Linked DNA regions of Mus musculus: region 1 is linked to region 2. Evidence: chromatin contacts called from public HiChIP or PLAC-seq data. All regions are on one chromosome and are shown on one strand. Each heading gives the region's core, a stretch centred on a gene start, on an enhancer-like site or on the middle of the called end of the contact. The rest is flanking DNA. Distances are from core to core; before and after follow the strand shown.

Region 1 (4,403 bases), core at 946-3,445, 420 kb before region 2:
ACAGGATCTTTATTTCTTCTGTGTACCACCCTTTGTGCTAGTCCCACTTCCTTATGACAGTCTGAGCCCATGAATGGCTGCTATGGAAAATTACTGCTGTTACCCGCTGAATAACAGGCAGAGTCTGGAGAACACGCTGATGAATCTTATGTTAAGTCACCAAATCTACAAGGTTTTGGGCTTCTGCCATATCTTCATTGAGAACAAAGAAGAAATAAGGAGAAAACACAAACAGAGAACATTTTGTCTGACTCTGAGCCAGCAGGATGCTCTTGCAGTCCCTCCAGGCACAGGAAGACAGCCCTGCAACAGCAGAGTTCTCCTCAGTCTCTTTCTCAGAACTTCCCTCACTTCCATGACATGCTACCCCAGTTCATCCGTCTGTCAATGTGACAAGTTCCCAAATTCACAAAGAAAGAGGGTGAACACATTTTTATGTGGTGGCAACTACTTGCTCACAACCTTCTTCTTGCTAGGAACTAAACAAAAGGTTTACTTTTGTCAACCAGCACTGTACCCAAGCCACATCCAGGACTCCCCACAGTCTTATTAAATTAATGTTGATCCAGGGGTCATATACACCAGCCAAAACACCTCCCCTCTACCATAGACCACACATATCTGTGGTTAAAAAGGACAGGGAGTTGGATGTGTTGACACATGCTTTAATCCCAACATCTACGAGTCAGAGAAACAGAAAGATCACTGAAGACCAGCCTAGTCTACACAGAAAGCTTCGGGCTAGCCAGGGACAAACAACACCAGCAACAATCAGGGGTGGAGCCATAGCTCTACGGTTAAGAATGAATACTGCTCTAGCAGAGAAGTCAAATTTGGTTCTCAGAACCCATAACAATCTCACCGCTGTTCTAACTCCTGGGGATCTAAAGCCATCTTCTGACCTTTGCAGGTCATGCACTCATGAACACACACACATTTAAAAAAATTAAATTTTAAAAGTTTAAAACCAATCAACCAATCAACCAAAAAACCAAGATGAGATAATGATGAAGAAGCTACATTAAGGATTTGGGGACAGCTCAGTAGTGGAGGGAGGCCCTGGGTTCCATATGGAATAATCAACAACAACAGTAGCAGCAGCAGCAGCACACACATAGGTCACGGGGAACAGAGTATGGGAAACTGATCATTAATGCTTGGAGTCAGAAGAAAGCTGGAGGCTAACAGAGGGCTTAAGGGGGAAAAGAACCAGGAACTGTGCGTGCCTGAAAACTCAGTCACCAGCACAGTCAGAAAAGCTACAAAGAAAAAAAGATGAAACTGAAAAGTAGTCCGGTTGAAGATGTGAATTTGGAGGCTTGAGAGCGCACACCTTCAGTTCGGCACTTGGAAAGCAGAAGCAGGCAGAGCTCGGAGTCTGAGGCCAGCCTGGGCTACAAACATGAATTTACCTAGAAAGATTTCTTTTAAGGAACCGGATAGACAGACAGACAGACAGACAGACAGATAATACCCACTCCCCTGTCATCTCTAAAAACTCACCACCAACACCAACAAAAACCTAAACAAAAACAAAAACAAACCCACCATAGCCCATCATAAATTTCCTATGCATCATGAGACGGGAAGACACGGCACAATCTGTCACTGACAAGGAAACTTTAAAGCATCTGTATTTCCTATTACTGCCCTATGAAAGCAGTCGGGACCCACACCTAAATCTCAGGGTAATTTCAGGACCTCTAACCGGAAGCACACGAGGCGACCCCTGCCTACACGTCCGCCTCAGTTTCCCCGCTGCTAACACTCGGCCTAGGCACTGAACCCGAGTCTTCCAGGGGAACAGCTAAGTCGGCTCTGAGGGAGAGTTGCCACCTGCCGAGACGCCCGCCGCTGCGTCAGGCGCAGTTCCTCCGGGTCGCCGGGAGCCGCCGGAGGGGGTGGGTCTGTCACTGTCACGCGCGTCCCGGGTCGCCGTGGGAGCAGCCACGCCGCGGCGGCTCGCCGCCCCCGCCTGAGGCGGCGCCTTCCCCGCCGCCTTCCCCTCAGCCCGTACCCCGCGGCCTCCACTCAAGAGGCAGGTGAGCGTCCCCCTCGCCGGCCCGGAGACTCGGAGACTCGCGCACCGCTCACCTGTCTCGCGGCCACCTCAGCACCTCGGCAGGTCAGGCTAGCAGCTGCCTCCTAGTCGGCGCGCACTGCTGCCCTTCTGCGCACGCGCGGGCCGCAGAGCCGGTGGCCGTGGGGCATGCTGGGGGCTGTAGTTTCGCGGGAAGACTGGCCCATCCCAGGTTCCAGGCGTCCTTTAGAGGTAGGTACCCCAGGCACCCGGTCTGTGATGCAAGCAACTCGTGGTTGTTTGGGAGCAGTCAGGATGGAGTCAGTGCACAAGTCCAGAAACTGGTCTTCTCTTTCAGGCTCACAGAGCTGGCTTCTAGACCAGATTAATCTAGTTTTCCATCAGTCACAGGCCCTGGGGAAAGCAGTAATTGATTGAGGTCATGACTAAGAAGGAAGCGGTGTGTGGAACCTGAGCACCTGCTTTTGAGTCACTCGTAACATTTTGCGCATCCATAAAAACCCGGAACTTACGGTTTCCGTGAGAACTCAATGTGTATGGAAAACGTTTAAACACAGCACCAAAGAACAATCCAGAAAGATGGCAGCTGACACTGTCACTGCTGGCAAGGAATCTAATCTGAACCCGCCCCCCCCCCCTCCCTCATTTCAGAAAGGCTATCAACAGCATTAAAGGGACATCTCAGCCAAATCTGAAAAGACACTGACTGCGACCAACACCGGTTTGAAGTGTTGGTTCGTACTTGTGCCCAGGTCAATGAAGCAAACTCTACAAACCGCAAGGTGGACTCAGTCATGACCTGGCCGTACAATAAACAGCTTACAAAGCACATTAGCAGGTTTTTCACATCACCCAAGCACAGGAATGGGCTGAATGCAGAATGAATGTTATTCTCATTTGTTTCAAAAATTCCTTCCCTGAGAGACTTAAATATTTACCAGATCCTTATAAGGTGCCAATGACGAATCGAAGTACGATCTCAGCAAAGTTCAACCTGGAGAGCCAATGAATCTGTTAGGCTTACTTACAGAGCATAGATGATAGATTGCATACAGGAGCATGGGTAACATGCAGCCATACTGCCGTCTTCACCCGAAATGGAATATGGCTTCCCCACAGCTCAGGAGGACATGGAGCCCCTGAAGCATATATGACCCGGCGCATCCAGAGATTTTTGAGGTCATGTGCAATTAGGGTAGAACTGCCTCCAATGGCTGTGAGGAGCAGCTGTAATCTCAAGTCTGGGGTGGGAAGGGGCAGACAGTTGCCCTCTTCAGTCCCTCCTTCTATGAGGGAACGCCAACAGTCAAAAAAGCCCCACGGTGGTGACTGCTAGCAAACAGGCACGGCTGACTTTCTGACGGAAGTGTTTAGAGAAGGACCCGGATGGAAATAACAGGAGCTAGGAAGTGGTAACATGGAATCTGTGTTGATTACCTAAGTAGTCTGTTTGTCTTTTCAGTCACAGCACCCTTTTAATTTGTGTGACTCATCCCCAGCACACACATTAAAAATTGAAAGATGCATGTGTTTTATTGTATGTGTATTAGTGCTTTGCCCACATGAGTATACATGTACCATGGTGCCTGGCGCTTGAGGAGGCTAGAACTGGAGTTACAGATGGTCCTGAGTCACCACGTGGAAGCTGGGATTGAACTCAGGTCCTCTGTTAAAGCAACAAGTGCTCTTAATCACTAAATCACTGAGCCAACTCTAGCCCCTCAGTTTTTGCGTGTGGTTTTTGTTTTTTTGATTTTTGTTTGTTTTTGTTGTTGTTGTTGTTTGTTTGTTTGTTTGTTTGTTTGTTTTCGAGACAGGGTTTCTCTGTGTAGCCCTGGCTGTCCTGGAACTCACTTTGTAGACCAGGCTGGTCTCGAACTCAGAAATCCACCTGCCTCTGCCTCCCAAGTGCTGGGATTAATGGTGTGTGCCACCACTGCCCGGCTCAGTTTTCATGTTTTAACATGGTCTCTTCACATACCTTTTGCTGACCTGGAGTTCCCTGTGTAAAGCAGGGTGGCCTCAAACTCCCAGAGATTGTTTGCCTTTGCCTTCTAAGTTGCTGAGGTTAAGGGGGTGTGCCATCAAGTCTGCCTTATGAAACATTTATTTCAAAATGCTACGTAAGAACTGTGCAAATATGTTTAGGCTACAGGAAAGGCTGTTAGTCAGAAAGAGGAGAAAGAAAACAAGCACACAAAAAACTGTTTAATGCTCCTAGGACCATCAGTGCCCAGGCAAGGCTCCTTTCAGTTTTAGCAGTGTCAAATACACATAAGACGGGACCTTGTGTATTGACATAATTCAGCCAAGCTGCACGTGTGTGAGAAAACTGGCACCTGCCTCATAATGCAAAGTAGGA
Region 2 (4,429 bases), core at 453-2,952:
CCATAAAAACAAAAGAGTTTTTAACAACTGTTCAATTCCAGCAAGTTATAATTCTAAGGCAGTTTTTTTTTTAAAGAAAAAATAGATCTGTGAAGACATGGATCAATATTTGTTATTCTAGGCTGGTGTTATGGTGCAGCTCTGCATTGAGTGAGTTTGGTGGAGGGGAAAAAGGACAGTAGAAATTGAAAATTTTAATAGTGTGCTGAACCATTATAAATCAGGTTTTCACTGCAGGAGGAAGTCAGACGAAATGTTCACATTCCGGGTGCATACGAGACAACCAGAACATCACAGAAACACACTTTCTTTTTCTTCATAGGATATGGTCTCTTTCTGAGAAATCTTATTAAAGCAATTATATTTTGTATCTAATTTATTTCAGACTGCATTGGGTTTAAATCAAAAGGTAGAGGGGCTGAAAGGGTTAATGATCTGGTTTTGTTTTTTGTTTTTTTAAGGTGATAGTTCATTTAACCATGCATCTGAAAATTATGTTTTCCCTTGATACACAGATTAATCAGGCGTGAGCTAGAAGCTGAGGAGGCCAAGGAAACAAAACTAAAAATACCAAACAGTCGTTATGAGTTTGATTTTTTTTTCTTTCTTTTGGATGGGTGCAGCTTTGATAGCAAAATCTGATTATAGTTCATCTAGACTTCGTTGGGTCTGGATGCTCATCAGGGCTTGAAATCAATTTGGCACAGTGCCTTTGTCCCTGTCGGAGGTGAATCACCAGAGAAATTACAAACTAAGTGACTCACCTTCCTGCAGAGTAATGAAAAAGAGGAAGGGAGTTTCATGTAAATCAGAAACTGGTAATTCTCAAGTATCTTGCGAATTCTTAGGGCCGAGTACCGGTTTAAGTTTGAATGCGTTTTTATATTAACCTAAATGCTTCCTCTTCTATGTATGGGGAAGCTGTCAGACTCCTGCTAATCACTCCAGGCCTAAGGGAGTTCCTCACGCCATGTCATTTATAAATAGCACTTTGATACTGTTGAATGTTAAAACCACACCTTTTTTTCCCTGAAAGCGAGTAAAGAAAGTAATCGAAGCTTTCCCTCTAGTTTGCTAGGCTAAGATGCTGCTTTGGATACTGTGTTAGCTGTAATCCACAGGAGGTAGAGTATTTATCTTAACGCCGGCTCTCTAGATAGACCAGAGAGCAGCACCTACTCAGGTTTGATCAGAGTGCTTCATGGTTCTGCAGGGAACAGGGTTCTGGGTACGAGGAGGACCTCACACTCAATTTTCACCACCATTCAAATTATTTCCAGGACACAGTGTGTATAACAACAGCTTTTGTTAAGAAAGAGGTGTCAGAGTGCAAATTCCCCCTGAACTATGAATCTGTCTCCTCTGTGTGTACGTCTTTAAACTCGTACTCCTTGTCAAGGGAGCTGAGCAATATTTTCTGCAGAACCTTTTAGGAGCAGATAGACTACCTATATTCTCTGGATAGCTGAGGTCAGTCTTGTGAGGGATTTTCCCGTGTTTATCCTAAGCACACCTATATAGAGTCCTTTCCTTCCTCAGGCTGGTGATGTGACAGGCTTTCTTGGAAACTAAAATTTTTTTTTTTTTCAGACTAACTTGGTCTCCTGTAGACATTTTTTTTTTTTTTTTTTTTGAGGAACTTACACCACATTTTTTGTACTTTCCTTGCAGGAAATCGATACTTTACCAGGTGGAGATGAATCATTTGTGTTTGAGAGCGGCAGAACTTGGGACGAATCTGTCAGGCGCTCTGTAAACCAGTCACTCCTGACCCATCGCTCTCACCCACCTCCACCCCCTCCTCAGACTCACTGTAGCTATGTCATTCAGGAGGCAAGTGAAGAACTTCGTGAAAAATTACTCAGATGCCGAAAAAAAAGTCAGGGAAGCAACTTCCAATGACCCCTGGGGCCCCTCTAGCTCTCTGATGTTAGCTATCAGTGACATGACTTTCAATGCGGCCTCCCTCTCGGAGATCATGCACATGCTGTGGCAGCGACTCAGCGACCACGGGAAGAACTGGCGCCACGTGTACAAATCCCTCGCCCTGATGGACTACCTCATCAAGAACGGCTCCAGGAAAGTTATTCAGTATTGCAGAGAGGGCGTCTGTAACCTTCAAATGCTAAAGGATTTTCAACACATAGATGAAGCGGGCAAAGACCAAGGTAACAGTTTGTAAAAATTCGACAGTGTGCCTGTAAGGACAGGCGTGTATAGCAGTGTTTTAAATCTTCAACTGGAGCAAGGCGGTTCTCAATTTTTGAGTGCCTTGTGATGTAGCCTAGGCTGTCCTGAGCTTGCCCTCCAGTCCCAACCTCCCTCGCGCTAGGTTGATGTGCACCCTGTTATCACCCTGGGCTTAAAGAGTTGTCCTTAGATGTCCCAGCCACTGTTTTCCTCCGACCGCTGTGGTTCTCATTTCCGTCCTCTGATTGACTGTGGCACTTGGGAGAAGAGTGTGTTTGTTTTCAAAAGAGCACAGAACACACGCAGGTCCTGATCCAGTGACGCCTCACAGAAAAGTAAATACAGCAAATGAAGAGAGGAGACGCTGCCGTTTGTGTGTTGATGTCACTGTAATTCACGAGTATAATTAAGTCGGAATTTAGTCATAAACTAGGGAAGTGTTTCTAGGGACTCTGGAATCTCCGAAGGCTATGGAGATGAGCTCACTTAACTGAAGCACAGAAATTCAGGTCTTAAGATAATTCTGGGTGTAGAAAGGCGATGGCATAGGAAGATGGTATAGAGTATTGAAGTGGATTGGTGCCAAATTTGCAAAGAAAAGAGCCAACATTCCTTTCCTTTGTGTTAGAAATGCAAAGTTATAATTGTGCCTAAAGTGATAGGTTTTAAGTCATAAGAAGAAAATACAGTTCACTCTACTCTCCATGGTTACTGCATTTTAAAATGATAACTTTAAAGAAATGAAAAAATGAGACAAAAATAGTTTCTATGAACCCTTCTCCACCAAAACATCATCTCTCCAGTTTCTAAGATCAGTGAGGTACACTTGCTACAAGTGGCAGCCAGTGTTGACACTACTACTGATGTTCAGTTTAGTTGTATCATAGTTCTGTAGGTTTTGGAAAGACATACTGTCCTGTGTCAACCACCCAGTATAACACAGGGTCTTTCGCTTCCCCGAGGATGCCTTGTGACCTGCCCTCACCCTCTTTGCCCTGGATGCCACTGGTCTTTATAGTTTTACTTTTTCCAGATGTAAAACTTCTTTAGACTCGTTTCTTTCATTGGCAGGATACCCCACGGTTCTTCCAGATCCTTCCATAGGTTGGAAGCTTGTTTCTTTTTATCTTTCCTCTTTATGAAAAGGTTTGTTGAGATATAATGCATATACCATACAAATTGTAACATATGTGTATATATATACATATATATATATATATATATATATGTATATACACACACACACACACACACACACACACACACATGTATATTATAAAATATAGGGTCATTTATATAAAGTATGTATAATTATAAAGTTGTTTATTATAAGATGTGATATCTATATCAACACTTGCCTTTTTGTATTCACTTGTATTGAATTTTTTTTTCAATCAGAATCTCACGTGGACTTGAGTTAATAAGTAGCTGAGTTGAGTTCACCTTGAACTCCTGATCTTCCTATCCCCACCTCCCAGGTGCTGGGATTAGTGGTGTAAGCTACCATTGCCAGGCTCATATTTCCATTTGTAAGTGTGCAGTTTGGTACGTTCATCACATTTACTGTGTTGGGAAGCCACCACCACTCTTGTTTAAACCTTTTCTAAATCACTGTCAGCATTAAGCAATAGCTGCTCATTCCCATTCCACTGAACCTCTATTCTCTATCTTGATTGACTTGACTGTTAGGTGCACTCACACAGAAGTGGAATTTTCCTGTGTATTTTAAATTCCTATTAGGCTTCTTTCTCTCACCCTATAGTCCTTGAGTCTCCTCCATGTGGTATCAGAATCCCATATGTTTGAATGACTGAATGGCATTTTATTTTCTGGGCTTACAACATTTAAGCAAACCTGTTCCTCTGGGGCGGTTCTACATGTGATCCCTCATGAACAGTGCTGCAGTGAACATGGCTGTGTGTGGGTTCAGGCCTCTGCTGTCAGTGCTTTGGCTTGCTTAGTAGAATGGCTATAGTGTGCTAATGTGAGTGTCTGGCCTCTGGAGGAGCTGCTGAGCTGTCGTTCATTCCCATGACCTCCATAAGAGGTTTCATTTTTCCCAGGTCCTTGCTAGCACTTGTTATTTTGTCCATCTTAAAATTACAGTTAATCCTAATAGAGTTGGACTTTGCTGTCCCTTTGATTTACATTTCCCTAAGACCCATGAGCTCAAGCGTCATGACCCTGCTGCTGCTGATACAGCTGTTGACTTCTAGAAACATCTTTTCAAATTCGGTGC

Evidence for each region. HiChIP or PLAC-seq counts read pairs in DNA pulled down with a chosen protein or histone mark.
Region 1: a contact with region 2 is called in a FOXA1 HiChIP or PLAC-seq map of pancreatic cancer cells. The contact joins the promoter of Sgsm3 here to the promoter of Enthd1 in region 2. A contact is called at or near these places in 4 of 39 promoter capture datasets (fetal liver, liver, pre-B cells and 1 more), 1 of 115 datasets of contacts at active chromatin or transcription factors (pancreatic cancer cells) and 2 of 9 other capture datasets (macrophages and pancreatic islet).

Annotation. Positions count from the first base shown.
Region 1 is chr15:80,975,557-80,979,959 of GRCm38.p6, reverse strand. It overlaps Sgsm3 (small G protein signaling modulator 3), which reads right to left and starts at 2,195. Exons shown (of 22, transcript NM_134091.2): 1 at 2,095-2,195.
Region 2 is chr15:80,557,743-80,562,171 of GRCm38.p6, reverse strand. It overlaps Enthd1 (ENTH domain containing 1), which reads left to right and starts at 1,702. Exons shown (of 6, transcript NM_001163189.1): 1 at 1,702-2,168. The coding sequence starts at 1,820.